Linked DNA regions of Pan troglodytes: region 1 is linked to region 2. Evidence: chromatin contacts called from public HiChIP or PLAC-seq data. All regions are on one chromosome and are shown on one strand. The core of a region is the stretch at or near the end of the contact, and the rest is flanking DNA. Distances in the headings are between cores, read along the strand shown. Region 1 holds the start of RASSF5 (Ras association domain family member 5). Region 2 holds the start of MAPKAPK2 (MAPK activated protein kinase 2).

Region 1 (3,172 bases), core at 58-2,557, 180 kb after region 2:
GGCCTGAGGGCTGTGGAGAGGAAGGGACCCTGTCAGGAGCTGAGTAATGTTAGAGCATGACGACTAGGGCAGGAACCCAGGAGGAGGAAGGGGAGGAGGCAGGGCACAGCCAAACATTGGAGCAGAGTCCAAAGGTTTGAGGGGCCAGAGGTGAAAGGCAGGAGGGGGCACGGGTTCAGGGTGACTTCAGGCTCTCTTCAGCCTCACAGCCTGCCTTTATCCAAAGTCTAACAAGGTCTCCTCCCTGTCCCAATACGTCCCCCTGGAGGAGAGGTCTGAGCCTGTACCATGGGCGGACAAACAAGCGTTTTGTCAGTAACCCTAATAAGCAAGGGTCAAACGGTCATCTCAACAGCAGTCTCACAACCCACTCCCAAGAACTCACAACAAAAGCATGAGGGTGCACAGGGAGATGACAGAATGACCTTGCCGCCGAGGCCATCACCCACCCACCCCCCACAACCTGTGTGTGAGTGTGTGTGTGTGTGTGTGTGTGTGTGTGTGTGTGGAGGGCCAAGGCACGCACCTGTCAGGAGACAGGTATCTGTTAACTACCGCATAACCATACCTAGGTAGTGGGCAGGCACTAAAGGATACCGGGCAGGGAACTAAGGAGCGGACCGTCCCCAGGGGTTGTTATCTCCTTATGTTCGGGGCTCCCCTGGAGCCAAAGAGTGTAATGGCCCCTCTCTCCCTGCCCCAGGGCCCTCCCAGTCCTTCGCCCCCAGACTGCGGTCTCCCCGCACGCCCCTCCCCTGCCTTCACACTTACTAGTGCAGCGCAGCGCCTGCCGCAGCACCTCTCGTCCGCACAGGTCACACCAGCCGGGGCCGCCCGGCAGCACCAACTCGGCGAAGCAGTGCCCCTCGCCTCGCTCCGCCGGGACTCTGGGATCCTGCGGCTGCTCGAAGATGCTCCGCACGTCGCGGGGTCGGGGCGCTCCAGGCCGCCGCCGCAGTCTCTGCTGCAGACCAGGCCGGAGCGGGCGAGCGGGTCGGGAGGCCCGGGGCGGGGGCTCCAGGTTCCCCCGGGCAGCCCTCCGGGCGCTGCGCCCCTCGCGCGCCCCGGGCGCAGTGGAGAGGGGCGCCGGGACACAGAGGCGCGAGGACCGGTCGCGGGGTGGCGGCGGTGGCTCGGGGCCGCTCAGGCTCTGTAGATAGCGCGGCGGCTCGGGGTCCAAGAGTAGCGGGTACGGGCGCTGCCCGATGGCCGGGGACGCCATGGCCATGCCCGGCTAGTGGCGGCAGCTTTGGCAGCGGCGGCTTTGGCGACTGCGCTACTCCCGAGCCAGCCCCGAGAGAAGGGGCCGCCCCACACCAGCGCGCCTTTAAAGGAACCGCAGCCTGCTGGGCGGGGCGGGGGCGGGGAGAGTCGGAGTGGCAGGAAGGACGACCCAAGAGAACCGCCGACGGACCGAAGGGGGTAGGGTCCGTGCCAGGCGACGTCTGCGCGAGTGTGGATTTGCGGGCGTCTTCACCTGGAGCAGCTGCAGGATTCCGCAGAGGAGCGCCTCTGTACAGTACAGCTCAGAGGGCGCATTTCTGCTGGGGGCCCTAGGCCTTCAGCCCTGCCTCTTTCCCTTGCCAATCACTTTCCCCAACACCAGGTTCACCCCCGACCCGCACCCTCACGCGCCCCGGGAGGGAGCAGGTCGGAGGGAAAAGCTTGGGAACTGGCTCGATGGGGTCTGAGTAGGGCCCCTCCGTCTAGGCGTCCGCTCGCCACTCTCCCGCTGATGGTGCCGACAGGAGGGCCGTGCTCCTTGGCCCTTCCTCTCTCCGGCTTGTCGCCGCCCGCCGCCCCCTCTAGAGCGGAGCTCGACGCGGGTTGGGAATGCCCCGCGCGCGCTCCCGCAGCCGCGCCTTGTCCCGTGGGTGACCGCCGGATGCCTCCAAGGGCTGGCAGAGCTGTCCGCGTGCGACTTTCGCTCTGGTTGGATTTCCCCTTCCTTCGCAGCCCTGACGGGTAGGGTATTCCTCTTTCCTGGAAGACTGGTAGGGGGTGGTGGGGAGTTGGGGGGGGCTCCATTGAGAGAACGCTCCCTCGCCCCAAGGGTTGGGGGAGCTTTTCTTCCTTAGCCAGCCCTCCGTTCCCCAGAGCTGCTCTAGTAATTACTGTGGAGATACCAGTTCCCCTAAATGTCCTAAGTGGAACCTGGTATGGATGGTTCACTCATGGGACCCAAAGAGAGATCTCCTTTCTCCCGGCACTTTCCCCCGTGAAGGCTTGCTTCAAGCCTTCATGGACCCTTGTCTGGTTTAACGCTCTGCGGTCACCATCTTGAAAGTCTTACTTTTTGAACAAAGGGCCGGGCGTTTTCTTTTTGCACTGGTTCCCACAAATTATGTAGTTGTTCCTGACAGGCACCTTTGCCCATGGAAACAGGCCCATCTCATGGATAAGGAGGACTCCTGGATCTCTGAACCTGGGCCTGGGCCCGGGCCCTCTCTAGCCCCAGTATTGTTAACTGTACATTGGGCTGGAGGTGGGGAGACAGGTGGTTGTTAACGTGGCACTCTCCAGCTCCGTCATTATGACTCAGTGATCACAGCTTTCCTCTTAAAACACAGGTTCGGTTTGGTCCGTCTAGCGGTGGTCATTTTTTAGAAGAATAGTCTAAATTCTTCTGGACCTGGTCTCTCCTTTCTCTTCCCAGGCCAGAGATGGGTCTCCCCCTAGTGCTTCGTAGGGGAATCTTCACTTTTGCTTTTTGTTTTTCCCTTGGAGGTAATTTTTAGGTAATTCCTAAGATTTCCAGAGTCCAGTGGCCAGGGAATTCCCAGCTAGCTTTGCTCCATGGCTTCTCCCTCACAGTAATCATAGTCCTCTGCCTCCCAAATCTGTAGCAGAGGAGAGGTTCCTGGGGCTCTGGGGGCTCACCAGAGGCGGGAGCTCACCCTATGAGGTGGTTTCTGAGGAATGACCCATAGGACAGTCAACCCCACAGTGCTACCAAACAGAGGAGCTCCGATGAGGGGTGTAAGCCACAGGCCACCGCCTCTGCCCCACCCCTCCTCTACCTTTCCTCTTCCCTCTCCTAACCTTGCTTTTGCTACATCAGTGGTTTTCAAGCCTTGGTATGCATCACAGTCATCTGGAGGGCTTGTTAAGATTATTGGGCTTCATTCCCAAAGTTTCAGAATCTATAGGTCTGGGGCTGGGGTTTGAGATG
Region 2 (3,212 bases), core at 197-2,696:
TAAAGAAAGAAAAGGGATGGGCTCCCCCGGCTCAAGGATAATGTTTCCTCAGACTGCCCATCACGGCGCGAGTCCAGGACAGCAAGTGGCCCTCTCTAGGAGGCGGAATCAGCACGGGCCCGGCCGCGGGTTACAGACTCTGTTCACAATGATCAGCCGGGCCGCAGACACCGCCGGCCTCTCCCCGCAGCCGCCCCGCGCGGGCGTGGGAGGGGGCCAGCTCCGGGATCCAAACAATCCCGCCCCCGCAGCCGGGGGACACCCAGGACCCTCCCGCCGCACACCTCCTGCCCGGCGCGCCCCAAGGCGGCACGGCTGCCCTCGCGAGGCTCGGGGAAGTGAAATCACACATTCCGGCTCCCAAATAAGGAGCGAGGCTAAATAAACCTCTGCGATCCGACTTCTCCAAACCAACCGACCAACCGGCTCAATGAGTAATGGGCCTTTTGTGCCCGCAGAGAGAGAAAAAGGAGGGAGGAGAGGACGGGGAACCACCACCCCCAAAATCACTTCCTTGAGATGGAGTGAAATTAGCAGAAGTCCCGAAGCCAACCGTTCTGACTCGGCTGGATCCCGCTCAAACCCCAAAATGGCAGGGTCCCCTGAGTCCCCGGGAGCGGGTCCCAGGGCTCCCGCCCGGGAGCGGCCGGAAGCGGTCAGGGAGGCGAGGGCGCTGGGACCCGCCGCCCGCGCCGCACTCGGCACCCCCGGCCCGGCCGCCCCGCCCCGCCGCGGCCACCCCTCCGCCCCGCGCCGCGACCCAGGCCGGGGCGGGCACCCGACGCCGTGGAGCTCCAGGGCCCGGGACCGGCCCCGCCTCCCCTCCCCGGGCCCCAGACCTACTTTGAGGGCGAATTTCTCCTGGGTCCTCTTGTTGAAGATCTGCAAAACTTTGCCGTTGATGCCCAGCCCCAGGACCTGGCTGGTGACCTTGTAGTCATCGATGATGGCGTTCTTCTTGATCTGCAGGCCGGACTTGACGTGGAACTGCGGGAACTGCTGCGGGGGCGGCGGCGGCGGCTGCGCCGGGGGGTGCGGCAGGGCAGGGGCGGGGGGCTGCGGCGGCGGGGCCGGGGCGGGGAACGGCACCGGCGGGCTCTGGCCCTGGGAGTTGGACAGCATGGTGCCCGGGGACGCGGGGGCACAGGCGGGGGTGCCCGCGGCCGCCCCCTCCTCCGGCTCCGGGCCCCCTCCCCGCCGCCCCCCGACCGGCTGCGAAGTTCGCTCCGGGCTGGAGCCGGCTTCCCCGACCCGGCCCGGCTCCAGGCTCGGCGGGTCGCGGGGCTCCGTGGGTCCCGCCGCGCGCCGCTGGCGCCCACCGGCCCGGCGCCCTCCCTCCCTCCCCCCGGGGGCCTGGCGCTCTGGGGACCGTGGGGCGGCGGGGGCCCGGCCGGGGGGAAGCGGCCGCGCGACAATGTACCCAGCCCCGGGCCGGCGGCCGCGTCACAGCCTCGTCTGCGTCCGGGGCCGGTCCTTAAAGGGGAGGGGCGGGGGGCGGGGCCTGGGGAGGCGTGGCGTGGGGGGAGGGGCGGGCCTTAAAGGGGAGGACGCGCGGTGCCGGGAGCTGGGAGGATCGCGGAGTAGGCTAGGGGCTGCTGCCTCGGGGACAGTGAGAGGGGACAGGGAGAGGGGACGAAGAAATGCTAGTTCTTAACCAAGGCTATGCAAAGGGAGAGGGGAGGCGTGTCAAAGGAGCTGCATAATTCAGATGGAAAATCCACTCCTCTCCAATTGTCTGGGCTTCTTAGCGGCAGCGAATTGGGAGAGGGGTGTATTTCCAAGGAGAGGGATGGCTCGTAGGTATCCCGCTAGATGAGACCTCGGGGGGGTGGGGGGGAGCTGGAATCACAGGGGTCATTCATCCCAGGAAAAGGTGTGAGCCAAAGGCGGGCGTATTAAATATTTCCCTAACTTCAACATTTTCCTCTGAGGTTTTTTGCATCTCTTTTCTCATTAATTTATTGTTTTTCAGTAAAGACGTATTATTGTGTAACCAGGAGCACTTTAGTAATTATACCTTTGAACATGTTTTCATGTAAATAAACTAAAAAGGATACAGGGTGGGAAGAGGATGGGTTGAGATTGGGGCCACCTGAATTCCCGCCATCCTTTGCCACGGATTGGCTGTGTGAGGCTGAGCAAGCCTTGCACCTCTCTCTCCGTGGGAAGAACAGCGAGACCTTTTCAAAGGTTGTGGGCAGAGTCAAAGGAGATAATGAAACTGAAGGGGAGGCCCTGGGGAATGGCTTCTGATTTCCGATGTGGAAAAATTAATCCGTAAGAAGTGGGTTAGCCCCGTGTATCTCAGGAAAAGCCCAGGGATCTAGCTGGACCCTGCATAGAAGCTGCCAGGAGGCCTCCACACACATTCTGATGGGGTTCGAGATGACCAAGTACATCCCTGCCGACCTCTCCCACCTCTGACTGGCAGAACATTTGAGAAATGGCAAGCGACCCAGACAGGTGAACACAAAACCTCAGCTTAAGTCTTGGTAAGGCCAGTTAGAGAATGAGGCTTGACCTATGGCCACACATGCCCCCTAATAGGTCCCCCAAAACTCCAGAGAGAAGACAACACCCCCAGAAGTGGCCACTGGGGATAGAACTTAGGTAGGTAAGGGACAAGTGCAAATGTCTCTTCCCTCATTCACCTTTCCCAGAAGATGCTTGTGGAGGCAGGAATGAGGGGGAGGAGTGAGGGGTGGGAGTTACCCTCCCAACGCTGTCCTTTCCTGGGGCAGGCAGGGCTCTGTGGACCAAGGAGAGACATGGTTCCCCCGACACAAACATATGCTCTTCTCAAGCAGCATCTGCTTAGCTCCATGTACAAGGTGCCGTGCTCAGCCCTGCAGCGGTGGATGGTGTTATCTGGTGGGGAAGAAGACAGATAACAGTGGCACAGAGAGGATGGCAGACACCTTCCTAGGAGCCCGAAGCACAGGGATTCTCTTCTGTCTACAGCAGCCAGCAGCTTCCTCCCGAGTCTACAGGATAGATACGGTTAGACAGCTCCCCAGATGCCCCTGACTCTTCAAAGACAAAGACACTATTTAAGGCCACGGGGATAGGAAAACACCTTCACTCCACCACTTCTATAGCACTGCTATCACCTTCCGGAAGCACACACAGGAGATGCCCAAGGACAAGAGGAACGCAGGGGTGGGAAGGTGGAAGGCTCCAACTGCTCAGGCTCTGGTGGGGCTGCTCTGGAG

Evidence for each region. HiChIP or PLAC-seq counts read pairs in DNA pulled down with a chosen protein or histone mark.
Region 1: a contact with region 2 is called in an H3K4me3 HiChIP or PLAC-seq map of stem cell-derived excitatory neurons, with 2.4 times the contacts expected there. The contact joins the promoter of RASSF5 here to the promoter of MAPKAPK2 in region 2. A contact is called at or near these places in 1 of 1 datasets of contacts at active chromatin or transcription factors (stem cell-derived excitatory neurons) and 1 of 1 other capture datasets (stem cell-derived neural stem cells).

The regions. Positions count from the first base shown.
Region 1 is chr1:42,580,660-42,583,831 of NHGRI_mPanTro3-v2.0_pri, forward strand. RASSF5 (Ras association domain family member 5) reads right to left here and starts at 1,308. Exons shown (of 6, transcript XM_016937460.4): 1 at 772-1,308. The coding sequence starts at 1,228.
Region 2 is chr1:42,400,940-42,404,151 of NHGRI_mPanTro3-v2.0_pri, forward strand. MAPKAPK2 (MAPK activated protein kinase 2) reads right to left here and starts at 1,447. Exons shown (of 10, transcript XM_001164988.8): 1 at 844-1,447. The coding sequence starts at 1,122.